2 separate regions of the Sus scrofa genome follow, and region 2 is linked to region 1. Evidence: chromatin contacts called from public Hi-C data. All regions are on one chromosome and are shown on one strand. Each heading gives the region's core, a stretch centred on a gene start, on an enhancer-like site or on the middle of the called end of the contact. The rest is flanking DNA. Distances are from core to core; before and after follow the strand shown.

Evidence for each region. A called contact is a pair of places that touch in the nucleus more often than the background predicts.
Region 2: a contact with region 1 is called in a Hi-C map of liver, with 5 times the contacts expected there. The contact joins two enhancer-like sites. A contact is called at or near these places in 1 of 5 promoter capture datasets (liver), 1 of 47 Hi-C or Micro-C datasets (liver) and 1 of 2 datasets of contacts at active chromatin or transcription factors (alveolar macrophages).

Annotation. Positions count from the first base shown.
Region 1 is chr5:10,733,369-10,739,049 of Sscrofa11.1, reverse strand. No RefSeq gene overlaps it. Among named protein-coding and RNA genes, the nearest start is that of TST, 13 kb to the left of the region's middle. Within about 2 kb of position 1,724, at least 4 of the 83 cell types and tissues checked have an H3K27ac peak or open chromatin away from gene starts, as enhancers often do. A contact at or near this core is called in liver, where this site is marked.
Region 2 is chr5:10,788,360-10,793,351 of Sscrofa11.1, reverse strand. No RefSeq gene overlaps it. Among named protein-coding and RNA genes, the nearest start is that of TEX33, 23 kb to the right of the region's middle. Within about 2 kb of position 3,096, at least 15 of the 83 cell types and tissues checked have an H3K27ac peak or open chromatin away from gene starts, as enhancers often do. A contact at or near this core is called in liver, where this site is marked.

The DNA.
Region 1 (5,681 bases), core at 475-2,974:
TGTGACCAAAGGTCTCCCACCAGACTGTCTTCTATCTCATAATGTGGGGGTCTCCCTTCTGGCTTCTGGGCTATGGAAGGCGACTCCCTCTGTGCTGTGTCAGGAGTCCCGCCCACAGTGCGCGCCCCCCGCCCCTCCAGTTAAGCAGGGCATCTCCTGTCTAGACAGAAATGGGTCCAGAGCTGAATGAGAGGCTGTTCCAGGCTGAGAAGGTCTGTCCCAGCCCAGCCAAGATCTTTTACAGAACGTGGAGGAGAATCTAGTTCTAGACTCTGAGAGCCATGCCTGCAGGCGAGCCTCTGGAGCTCCTTGGGGGTGGGTGGTCCGGTGGGAGGGAGGGTTGATCCTTTCTGCTCCAGGAGAAGCTGATCTGCCAGGCTTCCTGAGGGGAAGGGCTCTCTTCTCTTCCTTCTGGGTTTAACCTTTGTACAAGGGTGTCTGAGAAGGCCCCAGACACCCCCTGCCAGGACCTTTCCGTCTTTCCCCATTGTCAGTGGGGGGAACCCTAGAAGGAAACAAAGCAGACAGGGACTTACCCAAGATCACATGAGGGGCTCACGATGGAGCTGGGACCAGACTCAGATGTCCTGACTCTGAATTTACTTCGTTTTCTTTTTAGGGCCACACCCACGGCATATGGAAGTTCCCGCTAGGGGTCGAATCAGAGCTGCAGCTGCCACCCTATGCCACGGCTCACGGCAACACCGGATCCTTAACCCACTGAGTGAGACCAGGGGTCGAACCTGCATCCTCATAGATACTCGTTGGGTTCATTTCCACTGAGCCACAATGGGAACTCCTCAATTTACTTTTTCTTGATGACTGCACCCAAGGCATAGGGAAGTTCCCGGGCCAGGAACTGAACTGGAGCCACAGCTGCAACCCAAGCTGCAGCTGCAGCCAGGCTGGATCCTTTAACCCACTGTGCTGGGCCAGGGATCAAACCTTCACTTCTGCAACGACCTGAGCAGCTGCTGTCGGAATCTTAACCCACTGTGCCACGCAGGAACTCCCTGATGTAACTCCTACAATCCCCATTAGGAGTTACATTAGGAAGCGGAGTCATGTCTTTCCCAAGCCCACGGGGTTAGAGGGAATCACCAGAATGCTGCTTTTCTGAATAAGAGGTCTGAGTAAGTTCCGCCTTTCTGAGCCGCGCCTTCCTTATCTATAAAATGAAACGCTGGAGTTCCCGTCGTGGTGCAGTGGTTAACGAATCCGACTAGGAACCATGAGGTTGCGGGTTCAGTCCCTGCCCTTGCCCAGTGGGTTAACGATCCGGCGTTGCCGTGAGCTGTGGTGTAGGTTGCAGACGTGGCTTGGATCCCGCGTTGCTGTGGCTCTGGCGTAGGCCGGTGGCTACAGCTCCGATTCAACCCCTAGCCTGGGAACCTCCATATGCCGCGGGAGCGGCCCAAGAAATAGCAACAACAACAACAACAAAAGACAAAAAGACAAAAAAAAAAAATTAAAAAAAAATAAAATAAAATGAAATGCTAAGTACTTCAGAAGAAGGGATTTCCCAGACAAGAACTTGGCCAAGAACGCAGGGCTGAGTCTCCTGTTTCTAACTCAGGGGTTCTCATTTGGGCCAGATAATTCTTGGTTGCCTTGAAGGAGGTTTAGCAGCATTTCTGGCCTCTGCCCACTAGATGCCAGCAGCACCAAACCGTTGTGAGAACCAAAAATGTCTCCAGATCTGCCCAAATATCCCCCGGGAGGCAAAGGTCACCCCCAGTTGAGCACCACGGCTGTAGGAGCAGTGGACACGGCTGACCATAGCAGGCAGGACGAGTGTAGACAGGAATCCCCAGGTGGAGGGAATCCTTGTCTCCCCATCATCAGCCCCTTCCCCCAAGGGCCAATATAGCGGTTTAGAAAGGAACCTCCCTTTCTGGCTGATTTCAGACCAACCTCATTCTCTGTCCCAGAAATGTCTGCCTCTTCAAGGATCCAGGTCTGTCTGCAAACTCACAGGAGGTTCTGATCTAGCTGTTCCATGCAAGGCTGCCTGACCTTGGACATAGTGCTGAGACAACTTTTTTTTTTTTTTGCTTTTTAGGGCTGCACCTGCGGCATATGGAAGTTTCCAGGCTAGGGGTCGAATCAGCTACAGTTGCTGGCCATAGCCACAGCCACAGCAACACTGGATCCAAGCCACGTCTGCGGCCTATGCCACAGCTCACGGAAACCCCAGATCCTTAACCCACTGAGTGGGGCTGGGGATGGAACCCTGCCTTCTCATGGAACCTTGTTGGGCTTGTTCCTGCTGAGCCCCTTTGAGCCCGAGTTTCTTCATCTTTAAAATGCGAGTAGGAGTTCCCGTCGTGGTCAGTGGTAGTGAACCCGACTAGGATCCAGGAGGATCCTAATTCAATCCCTGGCCCCTGGATCCCGAGTTGTTGTGGCTGTGGTGTAGGTTGGCAGCTACAGCTCCAATTCGACCCCTAGCTTGGGAACTTTCATATGCCACAGGTTTGGCCCTAAAATGACAATAAAATAAAATAGTAATTGTACCTTCCTTGAGCAATACGGAGATTTGGTGAGAGAATCTGTAGAAACTGTTTAGCTTGGTGGCAGGCACGGAATCACTATCAAGTACTGCTGATATACATATATATTTTTTAATTTTTATTTTTTATTATAGTTGATTTACAATGTTCTGTCAACTTCTGCTGTACAGCAGAGTGACCCAGTTATACATATATATACATTCTTTTTCTCACATTATCCTTTGTTACGTTCCATCACAAGTGATTAGTTATAGTTGTTATGCAGCAGGATCTCATTGCTTATCATTTATATATATAGCCGCTCCCGTGGCATATGGAAGTTCCCGGGCCAGAGATTAAATCTGAGCTGCAGCTTTGACCTACGCCACAGCGTAACAATGCCAGATGCATTCAGATTCTTAACCCACAGTTCCAAAGCAGGAACTTCCAAGTTTTGTTTTTGTTTTTTCTTTTTAGGGCTGCATGTGCAGTACATGGAAGTTCATGGCTCAGAGCAATGCTGGATCCTTAATCCACTGAGCAAGGCCAGGGATTAAACACACATCCTCATGCATACTAGGCAGATTCATTTCTGCTAAGCCACAAGGGGAACTCCCATTATTATTATTATTATTATTAGGGCTGCACCCATGGCCTATGGAGGTTCCCAGACTAGGGGTTGAATTGGAGCTGTAGCCGCCACCCCCACCCCCCACCAAAGCCACAGCAGCAACGCAGGATCCGAGCTGAGTCTGCAACCTACGCCATAGCTCATGGCAACACCAGATCCTTAACCCACTGAACAAGGTCAGGGATAAAACCTGCGTCCTCATGGCTGCTAGTCAGATTCGTTAACCAGTGAGCCACGATGGGAACTCCTCCCATTATTATTTTGTAAAGGATTTGTACTTACTCAACGTGCTGAGTGCCTTCTGTACTTCCAGCGACGAGGGGAGGGAATATGAGTTTGAGAATTTCATTCCCGCCCTGAAAAAGCCTCCCAGCCAGGAAGGAGAGACGGGCCCATGATGTATTTTTGGAGAGAAATAGAGAAATGATCTCTTTTACAACAGACTCCTTTTGCAAGGGGGAAAAGAGGCTCAGAGAGGTTGAGTGATTTGCCTAAAGGCACACAGCTATTTTGAGGCACCTACCTGGAATTAGAACTGGCAGGGTAGGAGCCTCTCCAGTGGGTCAAAGGCAAGTCTGAGGTGGTCTTCCCAATTTCAGAAACCAAGGGGAGAAGGGAAAAACTCAGGGTTTGGGAACACAAGTGGCAAGCTTGTGGAAGGCGGCCAAGTATGTCCGGGGCTCCCCGAGGAGATACCTTGGGCTGAGCCGTGGGATTCGAACAAGGGGGCTTGATTAAGCTCCCTTCCCCCACCTTAGACTTGCCATCCCTAACTGCCCCCCTCCGCCAAAAAAGGAACCCCAGCTGATCTGAGCTGAGGCTTCCTGCTTCCTCCTGGGAAGATTCTTGATGGGTCTGGACATGTTCAGAGGAGAACTTCCCAGAGGCAGGAGTATGGAGATGGAGGCGTGCATGCCTTTCGGATTCTCCAAGCAAGATTGGCAAGATTTGTCCAGGAGAGACCTGGGGCTGCCCTGATCCCCGCCCTGCCTCCAGCAAGCCTGAACTCCCAGAATAATTAACCACTGCTTGCAGGGTCTTGGCCACTGCCAGTGCCCAGGCCACCCACCCCGTGTGTTCCAGGCAGGAACTTGCAACACCGGACAACAGGCCAGGGCCTCGGGCGGGGGCGGGGGGAGCAGGCAGGGCAGGGAGCAGGGGTGATGAAATTTTTGTTCGCTTGGCAAATATTTGCTGAGCTCCCCCTCCGTATGAGGGACAGTTGGAAGTTCCGCTGACCTTGTCTAGTCAGCTGCACTGGATTGTGTCCACTCCCTGGCTCACTGCCTCCGGGGATCATGGCCCAAAGAAGCCCCCACCCCGCAAAGTGGGTTTAATAATGAATACATGCACTGACTTAGTCCCTGGTACTGCAGGAGGCCCCAGAAGATCTGCCTTCTGGACCCAGTTTGGGGCCTCAGTTGCCTCATCTGGAAAATGGGAGCAAACTGCCCTGCCACACACAGTGTGGGTGTGAGGTCAGATGAGGTAAAGCTCTAAACAATCTAAGGCGCTTTATATTATAGGTCATTCCTCCTGGAATAACCCCAGCTATAGGAGCAGAATGATGCTTTATTATCCGTTTTGCTCAGAGAATGAGTCATTCCGGAGGAGATGAAATTTTCAGGTTAACTGAAGCTTTATCATCTTAAGCACCCCAAATTCTAACACATTAACTTATCAGGGGGTGGGACACGATGTCCCGAGGGTACCTGAACTTTCTATGGCTTTGTTTCACCACTTTATTGTGGGGGCGTTTGTCCCCAAACTAAATGGTCCCCTGTGCTGTGACTTCCCCATCTTCAAGTCCTTGCAACTCTGAATCCTCCTCAGCAGCTGTCATTCCAGGTCATTCTCTGTGTTCTGCAGAGTCTCCACCTGCTTTCAGGTGGGCCTGCTCCCTCTGGACAATGCCACTCATTCCAGGGCTAAAACCACTTACTGCATTGAGCTGGGGCCCTGCATTGAACCAGGGCCTCCAGGGGCCTGCTGGACTCAGATCCCGGTGTCCACTGTCTGCTGGCCCCCCACCTGCTCCTCTCTCCATGTTCTCTGTCTCAGTGCATGGCCACGGCTCAGAGGTAGCCTGTGCCCAGACCCAGCAGCTAGTTCTCTGGACTCCGCCTCCCTTTCCCCGCAGCCAATCAGCAGGCACCATTATTCCCACTGCCTTGGTCCAGGACTGCCCTGCGCCACAGACATACAGATGCAACCTGTCCTATCTGTTAATTCCAGCACATACCTTCAGGGGCAGGCCTTGTCCCAGGATCTGGGGCATGGAAGAGACACAGATTCCAGGAGGGGGCATTGGCCAGTGGGGAGGGGTGGACAGACAGCCCATGACGGATGTGGCAAGGAGTATCTGAGAGATAGAACAGGAGAGGGTGGAGCAGGGGTGGCTTTGGGTCTGAGAAGCAGCTCTGCCCGGGACTAGTAGCCCCTTTTTGAGTTCCCTGGACTGTGTCCTCTCAGTCCGGAAGCAACAGGATGATGGGGTTTAAAGCGCAGCCTCTGGAGGCCTCGGGACCTCCATCTCCCTGGCTGTGAGGGTGCCTCGA
Region 2 (4,992 bases), core at 1,847-4,346, 53 kb before region 1:
TGAGTAACCACAGTCACTATGCGGTACATTGTATCCCCAGAACTTACTCATCTTAGAACTGAAAGTCTGTACACTTCCATCAGCGTCTCCCCATTTCCCCCACCCCCAGCTCCTGGCAACCACTATGCTACTCTCTGTTTCTATGAGTCCTGTTTGTTTTTTTTTTTAGATTTCATGAAGAAGTGAGTGCATATTTGTTGGGCTTGTTTCACTAAGTGTAATGTTCTCCAGGTCCATCCACGTTGTCACAAGTGGTAGAACTTCTTTTTTATGGCTGAATAATATTCCATTATGCAATACGCTATATTTTCTGTTTGTTTGTTTTTCCCTTTTTATGGGCACACCTGCAGCATACAGAAGTTCCTGGGCTAGGGGTCAAATCTGAGCTGCAGCTGCAGCCTACATTGCGGCTTGCAGCAATTCTGGATCCTTTTTTTTTTTTTTTTTTGTCTTTTTTAGGGCCACACCCACGGCACATGGAGGTCCCCAGGCTAGGGGTCTAATTGAAGCTGTAGCTGCCGGCCTACGCCACAGTCACAGCAACGTCAGATCTGAACCACGTCTGTGACCTACACCACAGCTCATGGCAACGCTGGACCCTTAACAAACTGAGCAAGGCCAGGGATGGAACCTGTGTCCTCATGGATGCTAATCATTCATTTCTGCTGAGCCATGATGGGAACTCCTATGCTATACTTTGTTTATCTATTTATCCATCAAAGGATGCTTAGGTCATTTCCACATTTTGGCTAGAGTTGACAATGCTACAATGAACGTAGGAGAGCAAATACCTCTTCAATGTACTGACTTCATTTCCTTTGGATATAGACACGGAAGTGGGCTTGCCGGATCACATGGCAGCTCTACTTTGAATGTCTGGAGGCATATCCACAGTATTTGCCAGAGTGGCTGCATCAGATTACAACCGCCAACAGTGCCCCAGGGTTCCCTTTTCTTCAATACCCTCACCAGCACTTGTTAGTTCTTGTATTTTTGAGAACAGTCATCCTAGCAGGTATGAGGTAATGTCTCATTGTGGTTTTCATTTGCGTTTCCCTGATGACCAGTGATCCTGAGTATCTTTTTAAATTCTTGGCCATTTGTATGTCTTTTTTGGAAAAAATGTCTATTCAAATCTTTTGGCCACTTTTAATAAGCTTTTGATTTTTTGGCTTTTGAGTTGTTGTTCAGAGTTCCTTATATGTTTCAGTTATTAACCCCTCATCGATTAGAGGTTTTATGAATATTTTCTCCAATTTGTAGGTGGTCTTTTCATTTTCATCATTTTAAAATGATGGACAGGAGTTCCCGTTGCGGCTCAGTGGTTAATGAATCCGACTAGGAATCATGAGGTTGCGGATTTGATCCCTGGCCTTGCTAAGTGGGTTAAGGATCCGGCGTTGCCGTGAGCTGTGGTGTGGGTTGCAGACGAGGCTCGGGTCTGGTGTTGCTGTGGTTCTGGCGTAGGCTGGCGGCTATAGCTCTGGTTCAACTCCTAGCCTGGGAACCTCCATATGCCGCAGCAGCGGCCCAAGAAATGGCAAAAAGACAAAATAAAATAAAATAAAATAAAATGATGGACAATGGTCGGGGAGTTTCCTTTGTGGCTCAGTGGTAATGAACCCATCCAGTATCCATGAGGATGAGGGTTCGATCCCTGGCCCCACTCATTAGGTTAAGGAGCTGGTGTTGCCATGGGCTGCTGTGGAGTCCACAGATGTGGCTTGGATCTGGCGTTGCTATGGCTGCAGCATAGACTGGCAGCTGCAGCTCCAATTCAACCCATAGCCTGGGAACTTCCATATGCGCAGGTGCAGCTGTTATAAATAATAATAATTTAAAAAAAGATTGACAATGATCAGAAAGCTGGAGACATCATTAAGGGATGTGAAGGGGAGTCCACGGAGCCCGGTGGGGATGACACAATGGGAGAAAACAAAACTGCCTCGTGTTTGCACCCACTGACTGAGGACCATTCAATGAATGGACTACCCAAGTTATGCAAAAATCAGACTTAGGAATATTAGATTCCAAATGATTAAAAGCAGAGGCAGATCTGTCTATACATGATGGTCGAAAACATGACCAAGTCATATTAAGTGAAAAGGTAAGTTGAAGAATGTGTCTCGAGGGAGTTCCCATTGCGGTTCAGCAGAAACAAACTCGACTAGTATCCATGAGGACTTGGGTTCAATCCCTGGCCTCACTCAGTGGGTTAAGGATCCAGCACTGCCGCGAGCTGTGGTGTAGGTCGCAGACGAGGTTCGGATCCTGTGTCGCTGTGGCTGTAGCGGAGGTCGGCAGCTGTAGCTCCAATTAGACCCCTAGCCTGGGAACTTTCATATGCTGAGAGTGCAGCCCTAAAAGCCAAAAAAAAAAAAACCCTGAATGTATGTCGAGGTGTTCCCACTGTGGTGCAGCAGAGTAAGAATCCAGCATTTGTCACTGCAGTGGCTCAGGTTGCTGTCATGGCTTGGGTTCAATCCCTGGCCTGGAAACTTCCACATGACTCAGGCAAGGCTGGGAAAAAACAAGTGCCAAGTCGTAGCTGATTTTTACTTTCCTGTATGTGTGGTTTTCTACAATAAAATGTGTTGCATTTGAAGCAGAAAGCTTTTTTAACTTTGTTTTTTTTTTTTTTTAAATCTTTATTTATTTCTCTGTTTTTTGGCCAAGCACCTGGGGTGTGTGGAAGTTTCCAGGCCACGGATAAAACCCAAGCCACAGCAGTGACCCAAGTCACTGGAGTGAAAACCCCAGATCCCTAACCTGCTGTGCCACAGGAGAACTCCTGTAATCAGAAGATTTTAAGAAACAACAACAAAAAGAAAAATACGAAAGTGAACAGGAAAAAAATGAATTGGATGAAAGTATAGGCACAGAAGAATGGAATGGGCAATCCCTCAGAGAATCTGCTACTTTGGGAACTCTCTGAGCTTTCTGGAAGAGGCGTGATTAGGGAAGCACTCAGTGGCACCCACTTCCTCCCCCCTCCTCCCCCCTCCTCCCCTTCACCCCCCTCCTCCCTCTTGCCCCTCCTGTCCCAGTCCGCTTTCCTTCCCGCCTTGAGCTAAGGCTTGGCCCAGCTTGGTGCTGCCACCTAGAGGTCAGTGTCTGACATGACTAGATCCCCTCTGCAGGGGCTGCCCCTCAGTCTCCAGTTTTCATTCTCAGTCTTTTGATTTCAGGGCTGAGGTTGGAGCTTTGTGGGCAGTTCCAGTGTGAAGACAAGATGGGAGGAAAGAGGAAGACAATGAGACAGAGAACACCTGTGTGTGTATCTGTGCAAAAACTGCTGTGGCTGGAGTTCCCGTTGTGGTGCCGTGGAAACAAATCCGACTAGGAACCAAGAGGTTGTGGGTTCCATCCCTGGCCTCGCTCAGTGGGTTAAGGATCTGGCATGGCTGTGAGCTGTGGTGTAGATTATAAACGTGGCTCGGATCCTGCGTAGCTGTGGCTGTAGCTGTGGCCAGCAGCTGTAGCTCTGATTCGACCCCTAGCCTGGGAACCTCCATATGCCTCAAGTGTGGCCCTTTAAAAAAAAAAAAAAAATTGCTGTGGCTGTGGTGTAGGCCAGCAGTTATAGCTCTGATTCGACCCTTAGCCTGGGAACTTCCACAGGTGTGGCCCTAAAAAAAAAAAATGACTAAGCACTTCAAAAGCGAGGCAGTAGATCATTAAACACGCTTGGGGGCCCCTCTGAGCGTGACGCTGTGTGACTGCCTAGGTTGCACAAGGTGAGTGTTGTGAGTTAAGTTTTATTTGGGGCAAAATGAGGACTAGATCCTGGGTGGCAGCATTTCAGACAGCTCTGAGAAACTTCCCGGAGGAGCTGAGGTGGAAGCTAGGATACAGAAGAGTCTTGCAACAAAGGGCAGGTAGTAGGTACAGAATATTAACTATTAGCTCCGAGGGGGCTGCCATCGCTAATGACTGTGACATCCTTTGCTCACTGATATGGCAGGCGGTACTTTATCTCTCATATATTTGTGTGTAGGTGTCACGCTGATGTTCAGCCCTCCGTGCGTATGCATTTGCTCAGGTGACTGTGTGTGTCCATGATGGTGTATTTGTGTGTGTGTGTGTGTGTGTGTGTGAGAGAGAGAGAGAGAGAGAGAGAGAGAGGTCAGGTTTCCATATCCCAGGATGCAGGACTTTCAGTCTCTGACTCAGGCTGCTGGGGAAGGATAAATGGGCTGATCTTCCTCGGTACCACTTATAACAGGTGCAGCCAGAGCAGCTCCCGTCATGACTCAACGGTAGCAAAACTGACTAGTATCCACGAGGACTTGGGTTCAATCCCTGGCCTTGCTCAGTGAGTTAAGGATCCTGGCATTCCCATGAGCTGTGGTGTAGGTCACAGATATGGCTTGGATCTGGCCTTGCTGTAGCTGTGGTGTGGACCGGCAGCTGCAGTTCCGATTCAACCCCTAGCCTGGGAACGTCCATATTCCCGTGGGTGTGGCCCTAAAAAAAAAAAAAAAAAAAAAAAAAAAGAGACAAAGCAAAAAATAGCTGAAGCCAGTCCAGTCCCTGGCAGAACTCTTGTTACAGCTAAAAACTAGTCCTTACCTTGTCCTACTAACTCACTCTAACCGGCTTTTCACAAATGATCGCTTCCTCGCTTAATGGCTTTCTTTTCCTGATGACTGCTTTCTAGTTAGAGTTACATCACACCTAGGGTTTTCTTTTCCCTGAAACACTCCCCAACACCCTCTTCCCTTTGTAAGCCATCTTCATTTCCGAGGAAAGGTCAAGGTCGGATAACCCGAAGGCCCCCAGAAACCACCGCCAGACCACGTGACTCCAGCCTTGATGACTTTGAAATGATCAGTGGAGGGAGAAGAATGTAGCCCCCCTAATCTTTATCCATAACGCTGTTTTTCAAGCTAAACCTTTAAGACCCCTTGTCATCCCCTCTCAAGGGAGGACACGGTTTTGAGGGCCTTAGCTTGCCGTGGCCTCCTTTGTCTGGCAAAGCAATAAAGCAAT